4 separate regions of the Mus musculus genome follow, and regions 1, 2 and 4 are each linked to region 3. The links are chromatin contacts, called in public HiChIP or PLAC-seq and capture Hi-C maps. All regions are on one chromosome and are shown on one strand. Each heading gives the region's core, a stretch centred on a gene start, on an enhancer-like site or on the middle of the called end of the contact. The rest is flanking DNA. Distances are from core to core; before and after follow the strand shown.

Region 1 (3,023 bases), core at 418-2,917, 350 kb before region 3:
CTAAGCCCTGGCTACAGACAAGAAGGAAGCTGAAATTAAAGTCCCAAGATTTGCAGGGGTGAAAACTCCTCTATTATAAGCTTGTGGAGAGATGAGAGTGATTGGGTCCTATCATCTGCTGGGAAATGTGAGGCCTTTGGCTCTAAACTGCCTATGATTTCCTAAGCAGAAGGGAGGAAAGGAATGCCAGGAGAGAAAAAGTTGAGCCATTGTCAAAAAGGAAGAAAGAAAGAAAGAAAGGAAAGAAGAAAGAAAGAAATGAAATGAGCGTGTGAAGCCAACTGTGTTTCTATCTACCCATTCCTCAATTTCTAGGCTGCACGGACACCTTGGGGGATATGGATTATTCCATTTTAGACCCCAGAGACCTCTGTTCAGCCTGTGGGGCATCCCTCTGTAACTGCAGCGCCATGGCAACCACCAAGCCTGTCAGAGAGTCCAGTCATTAGGCTTTCCCCTGAGCCTTATCTCCCCAGCTGCCAGCCCAGACACAAAAGCTACCTGCCTGGTGGAATACACTTAGCAGCTGGCTGTCTCCACTTCTCAGAACCCTTTGGGGAGATGCCAAGGTCTTGCTTATCCCTCATACTTCAGAGCTGCCAACGCCAAGACGGGATTTCTCCAGAAGATCCAAAGCTCGATGGCCGGTAAAGAGAGAAGGATTGTTCCAGTGCCTACCCAAGCTAGGCAACACTATGCTCCTGAAACCGCGGGGACAAGACTCACTACCTCAAGGGCCCAGAGCAGAGGTCTGGGGACTGAAGCAGGCTCCCTCATGATTCAAGAGATGAATGCAAACGGTTTCTGTAGAAACAGTGTTGTGTCCCAGGAGCCCACATCTGAAGCAATTAAGCAAGATCCAACTCTCCAGGTCAAATCCTAGCATCTCTAGGGCCAAGATGTTAGGTTCAGATGCCCAAGATAACAGAGACTGACCCTGTGAGGAGAGCGATGTTTGGAGCACGTTGAAAACGGTCTGGGTGTTGTGCCAGGCTGTAGATGGCCTTTTTCTCGTGGAAGACGCTGTCTCTGCCTCCCAGGCTAGATAAAATGGGCTTTCCCCCCACGATCCCACGGCCACCCGTGCCTTCCAGCTCTGTACCCAGCACTCTGTGAAACTATCACTTTTGGTTTTGTCTCCCTTTTCTGCAAAGACTGTTAGTTCTACTACGTCCTGGGGCATGGTGGGGAGAACGCTGCACCAGCCGCTGTGATTGTTGAAAACTTCTATATCCAGGATCTCGGTCTTTAAAGAACCTCCGTTGAGAATGGGATGATGGTTCAGTGGGTAAAGTGCTTGCTGCACAAGAATAAGGACTTGCATTCTTTCAGATTATTGCAATAGCCAGGTAAAAAAGCTGGGGATGGCAACCTACGCCTGTTGTACTGTGGAGGCAGAGACAGGAGACTCCTTGAAACTCGTTCGGTAGCTAGTCTTGCTAAATACCTGGGCTACAGGTTCAAGGAGAGTCTTTGTCTCCAAAAACTAAGGTGGAGACTTATAGCCTCTATAATCCACACGCACGCGCACACACGTTGGGGGAGGGGGGATGAATGAATTACAGCTTGTTAGAAATAGTTCCGTTCTCCGAGCCTCCGAAGCGCCAGGCGGCGCTATAGGTGATTTGTTCGGACTCCGAAGCTTCAGTCCCTCGCGCCACCAGCGCAATGGGCTCGGAGGCAGCTCAGCTGCTGGAGGCTGCTGACTTCGCCGCTCACAAACACCGACAGCAGCGACGAAAAGATCCTGAAGGGACTCCCTACATTAATCACCCCATCGGTGGGCGCGCCAGTTGGGAAGCAGCCCTCGCGGCCCGTGGCGGGTGGGGACTAACTGGGACGGGAACACAAAGCGCATATAAATTACTGAGCGCCTTCTTCGAGTCCCAAGCGTTGTATCAACCACTTTTCATGCGTTATGCGTGTAAGCCTCACCTGGGGTAGAAGGCAGGAGTGCTCCCTTGGTACAGTCGATATCCCAAGAGGGTAAGGGACTTTCCAAGGTCATCCAGCTGGTGAGGTGCTACATCTGGCTCCTTCTAGACTGACTTCTGCTTTGCCCCTGCCAGGTGTAGCCCGGATCCTAACCCATGAGGCTGGAATCACTGATATTGTGGTGTTACAGGTAAGGCTACCCTTCTCTGCCAGGAGGCTGGTGCGGGAAACCAGAGTACTGTTGAACAATGGGTGCTATTTATTTGGCTAGTAGGTTAGTGTCACTGGGCTGAATGGTAACCTATCCCCAGGCCGCCCTGCTCCATGACACAGTAGAAGACACAGATACTACCCTGGATGAGGTAGAGCTGCACTTTGGAGCACAGGTTCGACGCTTGGTGGAGGAGGTAACAGATGACAAGACTCTGCCCAAACTGGAAAGAAAGCGGCAACAGGTGGAGCAGGCACCACACAGCAGCCCAGGGGCCAAACTGGTGAAGCTGGCAGACAAGCTATACAATCTGAGGGACCTGAATCGCTGCACCCCTACAGGTATGCTCTCCTACTGGCTCTGAGGAGAGAGGGGGAGGGGATGGCCAGCTTCTGAAAATACAGGTTGGTTAGATTCCCAGAAATAAGTCGGGGGGTAGAGTGGGGAGGGGTGGTCGTAACACCTCCGACTAAACCTCTGTCTTAGTCAGGGTTTCTATTCCTGCACAAACATCATGACCAAGAAGCAAGTTGGATCTCATGGAGGCATTTCCTCAACAGAAGCTCCTTTCTCCGTGATAACTCCAGCTGTGTCAAGTTGACACAAAATTAGCCAGTACAATTGACCCCTTGTCAACTTGACACACAAAAACATCACTAGTAAGCCTCAACCCTTACAATCTTATTCATCCCCAAGATCTAAATAACTTTAAAAGTCCCACAGCCTTTACATATTCTTAAAATTTCAATCTCTTTAAAATATCCATCTCTTTTAAAATCCAAAGTCTTTTTACAATTAAAAGTCTCTTAACTGTGGGCTCCACTAAAACAGTTTCTTCCTTCAAGAGGGAAAATATCAGGGCACAGTCACAATCAAA
Region 2 (2,700 bases), core at 134-2,633, 290 kb before region 3:
CCAGGTGTGGCTGCTGTTTCTAGGACCTGGAGACCCAGCTGAGGCAGCCACAGAGCAAGCCACCAAAGACTGCTGGGAAACCCAATCAGGTCTCTCTTTCCAGCAGAGACCCCAAGGCAGGTCCTGTTACAGGCACCTCCCAGGAAATTTTAACTCCTAGTCCCTGCTCAACTACTTACACAAGTCATTTCCACTCTCTGGGCCTCAGTTTCCTTGGTGGTTAAAAACTATTAGGACAGAGGCTTTCAAACTTTTTTTAAGCCATAGGATCCTCTTTTTAAAAAAATACAAATTTTAGATAGAAGCCCAAAACAGGAAACACACACCTAATCTGCTCGCCCACCCTCCTTTTCTATGTCCACACCTGGCCAGCAGCCACATGCCCTCACTGGGCCACATCACCTGCGTCGTCTTGGCACTTCCCAAGTCAGAGAGAATCCCAGTGCTTCAGAGAGATGAAAGTCCACTTCCCCTAGGCGCAAAGCCCTGGGGCGGTGGGAACGGCGGCACCGAGCAGACTAGTGTCTGCTGTCAGACCTGTATGGCAAGCAGGCCGCCCCTCGGCTAGCCACCCGATGGATGGGGGCAGCAGGGGCCTCGGCCAGGCCTCGGCAGGAGGCAGCCCGGAGCGAGCCTCCCCCAAGCCGGCCTGTGCGCGCACGCGAAATCCGCCCCCGACCGCTCCGGCCGTACAGGTGTGCCAGGCGGCCGAGGACCCCGTGCCCTCCCGGGAGCGCGCCCCACCAGGCGCAGGCCCCGGCCGCCGGGGCCACGGAGGACCGCGGGCAGGCGGGAGCACCCAGAGTCCGAGGAATGCTCTGCCTAGCCCGCCCCAGCAGGGGCCCCGCCGGCGCTTCCTGAGGTCATAGGGCTCGCCCCGGCCCCAGCGGAAAAGTACCGGCGCGGGCCCAAGCCCGGCGCTCAGGTGGGCTGCGCGGCTCCCGTCCTCCCGCCGCGGCGGCCGAGAATCCGCGACCAGAGCCCGGCGGCCGGCGAGGCCCGGGGCTGCGCCGCCCGGCTCCGCGCTCCCCCGCCCGCTCCGGGCCCGGTTCCCCAGCGCGCCGCCTCCCCGGCCCCGGGCCGCGCGCCCTCGCCGCTTACCCTGGGGAGCCCGGGCGGGGAAACTTTTCCGGACGAGCGCCGCGGCCGCTCGGGTACCCCTCGGCCGAGCACGGAGCCCGGCGGCGGGGGCCTGGCTCCGGCGGTCCCCGCGCCCGGCAGCGGCGTCACGGCGCGCAGGCGGGGAGGCGCGGCGGCGCGGCCTCGGCCCGGCCGGCGACCAGGGCAAGGCTCGGCCTGGGCTCGGGCGCGGGCGGGGGGCAGCGGCCCGGCCGCGGCGGCGCGGCTTGTTTACTCGGGCCGCTGTCACAGCGGCGGCGGCGGCGGCGGCGGCCCGGGCTCCTCCTCCTCCGCGCCGCGCCCCTCCCCCTCGCGGCGCCACCTCCGCGCTCGGCGGCCGCAGCCGGCCCGGCCCGTTCGCCGCCCGGGTCGGGTCAGGCCGGGCCCGGCCGGGCCCGGCCGGTGTTCAGAGAGCTCCACGCGGCGGGCCCTGCGTTCTCGGGGCGCCCTGTCTGCGGCTGCCAGCGGGGCGGGTAGGGAGCGTGGTCCCTGCGCGCCACCCCAGGCCCCTCGGTCCGCACCGCGTTAGGCTCTTGGCCCCGCAAACTCCCGGGCAGATGGTTTCGGAGACCCGGACTGGGAGCCCGCGGGCGAGATGGCGAGGGAAGGGCCGAGGGTCGGGGGGTTTGGGGAGAGTCCAAGCTGGCCCTGCCTTGCCCGAGGTTCCTGGGTCCCGAGTTTTGAGTTTGGGGATAGTCAAGGGAAGCGCCCTGGGATGGCGGACCTGGGGCAACTCCACTCTCAGGTCGGATCTCACAGCGGCAGGGCAGCCCTCGTGCCTCCAGTTAGAGGAGTCACAGTTTTATTTGCTTTTGTAGAGACAGGTGGATAAACAGAAATAGCCCACCTCCTTTTATGGTTTTTTTTTTTTCCCAATACTTTTTTTTCCCCCTGCAACAACGGAGAGCTAGGCACTGGGCCAATCAGTTCACCCTATCTTCTCCTTATGTACATTCCTTAATCCACATAATCCGCTCAGGATGACATTATTAATCCCACTTTACAGATAAGGAAACTGAGGCACACAAAGTTTAAATAATTTTCCTTAAGCTACACAACTTAGCAGGCCTCAGACTTGGCAGCGTTTCACTCCAAGCTACTTACAGTATACCAGCCAGAGCCCTTCCCTCCCTGGGTTCCTGCCCTAGAAAACGGCTGTGCTACTTGGCGGAAGGTTGACATTCTGCTCGAGCTGAGAAAGAAGAGGGGAACCGGGCCAAGATCTTCCCAGGCTGGGTTGTTCCAAGGTCGCCAGCGGCCTCTGCACATCCCTTCTTGCTCTCTGTGAGATAACCTGGCCACATGAGACTTTGCCTCAAAACCCTCAAAGTAGTACACATACACACATACACACGTATCATTTGTGTGGAAAGTCGTCCAGGAAAGTTGGGCTCAAATCCTTGCGGTACTATTTTGCATTATTTCGAACCTTAAATTCTCAGAGCCCCGATTTATCCCTCTGAAAATGGAGATGTGTATGAAGTTAACTGAATCTGTTATTTGAGCATCCGTTAAAACACTGCAGACATGGGGTCTCTAAAAGTCTGGTTCCTCCCAGATTGGGGGCTTTCCCTTAGAAGG
Region 3 (2,700 bases), core at 74-2,573:
TAATTTTAAAGTAAGTCCGTTTAGTTTATGCTATACATTTATGTTAGTTTAGTTTATGTTAAATTTATGTTAAAAGAAAAAACTCCCAATTTAAACCCTAGCAACAGATTTTAGTTTTCTTGTTTTTGTTTTTCAATCCCAAACACTATGGTGGCCAAAATAGAATACGCTTGCACCTTGGGAAGCAGGGAAACAACCAGCTTGCAATCTGCTCACACGTCTGCTTCCAGCTGTCCACCCCCAGCATCTTCCTAGCCTCCCCCATCTGACAATGTGCCTTCAAGGCCAGCACTCAGAATCCTCAAGGCTGCCCACTCACGTTGACCCTCTGCAGTCTACACAGACACTCCTGCCGTCTCCATCCCCTGCCGTCCGCTCCAGTTGTCTAGCCTCCCAGGTGTTTGTTCCGACTCGCTCTTACTCATTCCTCTGGGTCCCTCCGCAGTCACCATCTGCGCTAGGCACCCTGTCAGTTCTCACTAAATATCTGATGCTGAGCAAATGCACCGGACCACGGAAAGCACCTCCAAGAGGCGAAGGAGGGAAAGCCACGGAATCTCAACGTGGTACCAAGGCCCCCTGCCACTCAGGGGCCAGCCGTCGATTCGCTTGTGCGTGCACCAAGTCTTCCCCTCGGGGAGGATGTGCGACCCTCCGGCCCCCGAGGCCTTCTACGCCGACAGTCAAGGGCTCGCTGGCCGTGGGTGTCCACGGAGAAGCCGCACCGCCCGAACCAGGCGTGCCTCGGTCCGGCCTCTGAGCTGCAGCTGCGTGCGATTTCCTCTCGGGGTCATCCTCCCGCTTAGGCCGCCCGGCCCCGCTGCCCGCCTCCCCGGGCTCGGCCGTTTCCAGCTCAACGCACCGAGGCCCGTCCACCGAGATAGCAAGCCGCATTCGGTGTCGCCAGGCCGGCCAGAGCCGAGGCCGCGGCCGCCCCGGCCCCACTCCCCACCCGCGGCCCCCGCCCGGCTCCGCCGCCGCCGCCTCGGCCCGGCGACCTCTTCCCCGCCGCGCGGACCCGCCCGCACCGCTCGCGCCGGCCCCGGAGCTCACCCGGGACAGGGTGAGGTCGGTCATGAGCTGCTCGAAGGCCCGCGTCTCCTCGGCCTGCCGCTGCGTGTGCAGGGCGATCTTCTCACTGAACTTCCGCGGGTTGGCGCTGCCCGAACCGGGCGAGGCGGCCATGGCGCGCGCCCGGCGCTAGCGGGCTAGGCACACGGCAGGCGCGGGGTTCCGCTGCTCGGCCCACCCGGTCTGTCCGCAGGCCGCCCAAGCCGCCGCCCGAAACCTGTCCTCCGGCGCGACCCGGCAGAGGAGCCGCCGCGGCCCCAGAGCCAGCGAGCGGCCGGGAGCGCGCCGAGGTCCGCCCCCGCGCGGCGGCTCCGCCCTCGGCGCGGCCCGCCCGGCCTCCGGGCCCCGAAGCCCGGCCTCCCAGCCGGGGAGCTCGACCTCCGGCGAGCCGACCGAGGGCTGAGCCCACGGTCCCCAGCCTGCTTCGGGACTTCTCACACCTATATCACGTCTGTAAAGTTAAGCTGCACCAATGTGTGAGAGCCGCTGGGTACCACTGCCCAGTGTGGATGTGTACATATGTATATGTGCATGCAGGCACCCACGGAGATCACACTAATCTAGGAACCAAACACGGGTCTTTGCCTCTGTAAGAGCTGTTTGTACTCTTAACTGAGCCATCTCTCCCATCCGTTCAACTTCGCTGGTAAAACAGCAAGTGGCCTCGTCAGGCTTCCCCCTTTTTAGCCCAGAAGCTGCTTCCAACATAATTGTACACCAAGATGTCCTGGAGAGTGTTGAGCATGACTGTGTTCTGTGAATTAGGACGTATTAGCGACATGAGGAGAAATACGGAAAATAACAACAACGCCCACGCACCTCATGATTAAACCATCAAAACATTTTTGCAGAGCCTGGGGACGGTGTTCAGCTGTAGAGCGCTTGTGTGACAAGCCCTAGGCCTTGGGTTTGATTCCAACACTGCAAATAAAATTTAAAAGGCATTTTGGGGCCAGCTAAATGACTCATGTGGAAGGAGATAACTGACTCCTGAGACTTGTCCTTTGGCCTCCACACTCAGGCTGTAGCAAGCACATACCTAGACACACATACACAATAAGACTTTTTAAAAATCGTTTTGCTTCATATGCTTGGAGTTTATTTAAAAAAAAAAAAAAAAGAACCCCACCTCATTCTTTGTCTCCATAAAAAGTAACTATGTTGGTAGTGATGTCTAACACTACTGTTCATTTTTTCAAAATTAACATATACTTATTATTCTGTTCTTCCTTTTATTGTGTATGATTTATTAATCCAGTTACTCTATGTGGGATAGGAAGTTTTATGTTTAAAATTTATACAAAAATGAGGCTGGGCATTATGGCAAGTGCCTGTAATCCTAGCAGTCAGGAGTTAGAGGCAGCAGGATCAGTAGTTCAAGGTCCTCCTTGGCTACATAATGAGAAGAAAGCCAGTCCAGACTGTATGATGACCTTGTCTCAAAAACAAAACCAAAAAGAATTTATAGACATGATGTGCAACTTTTGTATTTCCTGCAACTGTTTTTATATGTGTTGGTTTTTTACATTCATTCATTATTCATTTTGTGTGTGTGTGTGTGTGTGTGTGTGTGTACTCACATCCGCCAATAACTCAGGTTGGTGGCAGGCACATTTACCGACTTAGGGA
Region 4 (3,025 bases), core at 316-2,815, 270 kb before region 3:
AAAGACCCAGGTTCGATTCCTAGCACTCACATGGAGACTTACCACCTTGGGCACCAGCACGTATGGTGCACAGACACACATGAAGACAGAACGATCATACACATACAATAATAAAAATAAAAAATAAAATAAGGGGATAAAAGCTTTTCATTTCCTCCTGCAAAAATTGTCTCCAGCGCTCAAGGTTTAGGCTGAGTCTCTCTTCTCCAGGGCCGGCCCCTTGGCAAGGAGAACGTCTTCCCCAAAGGCCCTGATTTAGCTCCCACCTCCCCAAAGGAATCTGCACCCCACTTGGTAGTCTTGCTGAGAATTGGATTTTACTTCTCATGTTGTTTGTTTGAGGTTTTGAGGCTGCGGGTTGAGCGTGCAGCCTTGTGCAGACTGAGCCCAGGCTCTGTATGTGAGCTGCCTCTGTGTCTCTTGAACGGAAACACCCATCCTTTTCTGAGTACAACTCTCCTGCTTACTAGATGTGTTGCAAAAAATATTTTTTTTTATTGTGGTCTCTCTTTTTTAACCTTATCTGCATCATTTTCTGTTACTGTAAAAATTAAATAATTGTGTTGCCGATTCTATTGTTTGTTTGAGACAAGGTCTGTCTACTTAGCCTAGATTGGCCTAGAACTATGTAGCCCAGGCTAGCTTTTACAAGTATGCACCACCATGCCAGGCTAACGGTTAAATGACCGTGTTTCTTTAGAAGACATTGAATTATTTTATCTCTATGTAAGGGTGTTTTCCCTACATGTGTGTCTATAAACTGTGTGTATGCCTGGTGCCTTGGGAGGCCAGAGCGGATGCAGAGGCCCCTGAAACTGGAGTTACAGATGCTTGTGAACATCGTGCTGGGAACCCAGGGTGAGCACTGGCTTCAGCCCCGTCCTCTTTTCTTTGTGCCTTAGTTTTTGCTTTTGCTTTTCTAGATAAGCTCTCAAGTAGTCCAGGCTGGCCTTTAACTCACTAGCAGAGGATGACCCCGGACTTCTGATCCTCCTGCCTCTACCTCCCAATGCCAGAATTTCAGATGTCTGCCACACTCTTCCTGCTTCCAGTATGTTATATGAGGACTCTGCCAGCTGAATTCAGCATCTAAACGGGTTTTGTTTTCTGTTTGTTTTTTTGGCTTTTTGAGACAGGGTTTCTCTGTGACGCACTAACTGGTTCTGGAACTCACTCTGTAGACCAGGCTGACCTCAAACTCAGAGATCAGCCTGTCATTGCCTCCCAAGTGCTGGGATTAAAGGCACATGGCACCACACCTGGCTTCTTACTTTTTTTTTTTTAACAGTCTCCTGTACCCCAAGCTAGCCTTGAACTCCCCTACATAGCCAAGCAGGACCTTGAACTCCTGACCCTCCTGCATCTACCTCCCAAGCACTAGGATTTCTCTTCTTTTTTTTGGTGGTGTGGGGAAGGAAGGTGTTTGGGATTGAACCCAGGACCTTGACCATGATAGGCAGGAGCCTTCCTGCTAAGCTCCATCGACAAACCTACCCTAACTTAACCCCTGTCAGCGAGGGGACTGAGGGAGGTGCCGGTCACGTGGTCGGATGGGTGCTCAGCTGCGTTTACTTTACCAAATCTTATCTAGCTGCGCACTCAGAAAGCGCTTGCCTTTCCTAGTGCGGGCAGCAAGTTTCCAGTTTACTTTTAAAAGATTATTTCTTGCCGGGAGATCGTAAAAACATTCTCCTATATTTTCCTCTCCGAGTTAAGCTTCCGTTCTTCATCTGTGAGCCCCGAACCCACCTGGAGTTGGGAGTGAGCTAATTTTATCCTCCCCGGATGGATCAGCTCTTGCCCATTATAAGGAGCCTGTCTTCTCCTGGTGGTTGGCATTGCCTCTGTCATATGGCAAAGCCTCCTGTTGGCGTGTTCCCTGGCTGTGCCCCTCCCCCCTGGCTTCTCTTCATAGCCTGATGCCTGAGCTTCCAGCCTTAGCGTCTTTAAAAGATTATGGTGGCTAATGGGGCGCAGTGGCACCTGCCTGTCTGCTTCTTGGTGAACAGGAGCCTGGATTACTCCCCTTCCGGAGGGCGGGTCAAAAGAAAACAGAAGCCTCCCCTGGGGGATTAAAATCCTTTTGTTGCCATTTGGCCATTGTTTCCTAAAAGTTTCCTAAAATCTTCCCTACTATCCCTTTATCTTGTATTCATTTATTGTTAAATGTTATTTACAAACTGGGCGGGGGTGGGGGGGGGTGGCACACTCCTTTAGCCCTAGTTCTCAGGAGGCAGAGGCAGAGGCAGGCAGATCTCTGAGTTTGAGGTCAGCCTGGTCTGCAGAGTGAGTTCCAGGACAGTCAGGCTACACAGAAAAACTCTGTCTTGAATATCCTAATATATATATATATGAGTTCTATATGATTAACTCTGTATGATTGTGTGTGCATCGTGGGACGGTGGATGCCACAGCGTACATACTGAGGTCAGAGAACATCTGGAGCTGCTTTCTCCTGTCTTTACATGGGATCTGTGCTTTTATCACCCCACTCACACTCTGAGCTCTGAGCCAGCTCACTGGCTTTGTTTTAAATTAAATTTTAAAAGATTTGTGTGTGTGGGTGTGTGAGCACTTGCCTGCATGTATGTATGTGCACTGTGTGTGTGCCTATTGCTCTTGGAAGTCAGAGAGCACGGGATCACCTGCGACTGGAGTTATTATGGTGTTCATGAGCTAACCTGTGGGGACTGGGAAGCAAATTCCAGTCCTCTGCAATAGCTCTGAACCACGAAGCTATCCAACCCCCTGTTTGGTTGGTTTTGAGGCAGGGTTGCATGTGGCCCAGGATGGCCTTGAACTTTCAATCCTTTGGCCTTTATGTCTCAAGGGTTGCAATTCTATTTTTTTTATTATTATTAATTAACTACTATGTGTCTTCGTGCATATACATGCATGCAGGCCCCACGGTGGTGCTTGTGTGAAACAACCTCCAGGAAGCTTTCTCTTTCCACTTTGTGGGTTCTGAGGATTGAACTCAGATTGTCAGGTTTAGTGATGGGGCGGGGGGGGTGTTGTCTGCTTA

Evidence for each region. HiChIP or PLAC-seq counts read pairs in DNA pulled down with a chosen protein or histone mark. Capture Hi-C pulls out chosen DNA fragments and counts their contacts.
Region 1: a capture Hi-C map of macrophages shows a contact between it and region 3, with 5 times the contacts expected there. The contact joins the promoter of Hddc3 here to the promoter of Crtc3 in region 3. A contact is called at or near these places in 16 of 39 promoter capture datasets (the 3T3-L1 cell line, the C10 cell line, the HPC-7 cell line and 9 more), 3 of 484 Hi-C or Micro-C datasets (B cells, the G1E-ER4 cell line and bone marrow-derived macrophages), 9 of 115 datasets of contacts at active chromatin or transcription factors (Th17 cells, acute myeloid leukemia, astrocytes and 5 more) and 4 of 9 other capture datasets (adipose tissue, liver, macrophages and 1 more).
Region 2: an H3K27ac HiChIP or PLAC-seq map of embryonic stem cells shows a contact between it and region 3, with 7 read pairs. The contact joins the promoter of Furin here to the promoter of Crtc3 in region 3. A contact is called at or near these places in 6 of 39 promoter capture datasets (cranial neural crest, embryonic stem cells, neural stem cells and 2 more), 23 of 484 Hi-C or Micro-C datasets (B cells, CD4 T cells, the HL-1 cell line and 11 more), 18 of 115 datasets of contacts at active chromatin or transcription factors (the 230-238 cell line, the NIH/3T3 cell line, T-cell acute lymphoblastic leukemia and 12 more) and 5 of 9 other capture datasets (adipose tissue, embryonic stem cells, liver and 2 more).
Region 4: a contact with region 3 is called in an H3K4me3 HiChIP or PLAC-seq map of intestinal villus epithelium, with 7 read pairs. The contact joins the enhancer-like site here to the promoter of Crtc3 in region 3. A contact is called at or near these places in 4 of 39 promoter capture datasets (the C10 cell line, embryonic stem cells, liver and 1 more), 8 of 115 datasets of contacts at active chromatin or transcription factors (the 230-238 cell line, effector CD8 T cells, embryonic forebrain and 4 more) and 3 of 9 other capture datasets (adipose tissue, embryonic stem cells and liver).

What each region holds. Positions count from the first base shown.
Region 1 is chr7:80,341,470-80,344,492 of GRCm38.p6, forward strand. Hddc3 (HD domain containing 3) reads left to right here and starts at 1,668. Exons shown (of 4, transcript NM_026812.2): 1 at 1,668-1,780; 2 at 2,070-2,125; 3 at 2,247-2,487. The coding sequence starts at 1,669.
Region 2 is chr7:80,401,429-80,404,128 of GRCm38.p6, forward strand. It overlaps Furin (furin (paired basic amino acid cleaving enzyme)), which reads right to left and starts at 1,384. Exons shown (of 16, transcript NM_011046.3): 1 at 1,102-1,384.
Region 3 is chr7:80,687,554-80,690,253 of GRCm38.p6, forward strand. It overlaps Crtc3 (CREB regulated transcription coactivator 3), which reads right to left and starts at 1,324. Exons shown (of 15, transcript NM_173863.2): 1 at 1,054-1,324. The coding sequence starts at 1,185.
Region 4 is chr7:80,421,391-80,424,415 of GRCm38.p6, forward strand. No RefSeq gene overlaps it. Among named protein-coding and RNA genes, the nearest start is that of Gm44851, 18 kb to the left of the region's middle. Within about 2 kb of position 1,566, at least 34 of the 459 cell types and tissues checked have an H3K27ac peak or open chromatin away from gene starts, as enhancers often do. A contact at or near this core is called in intestinal villus epithelium and liver, where this site is marked.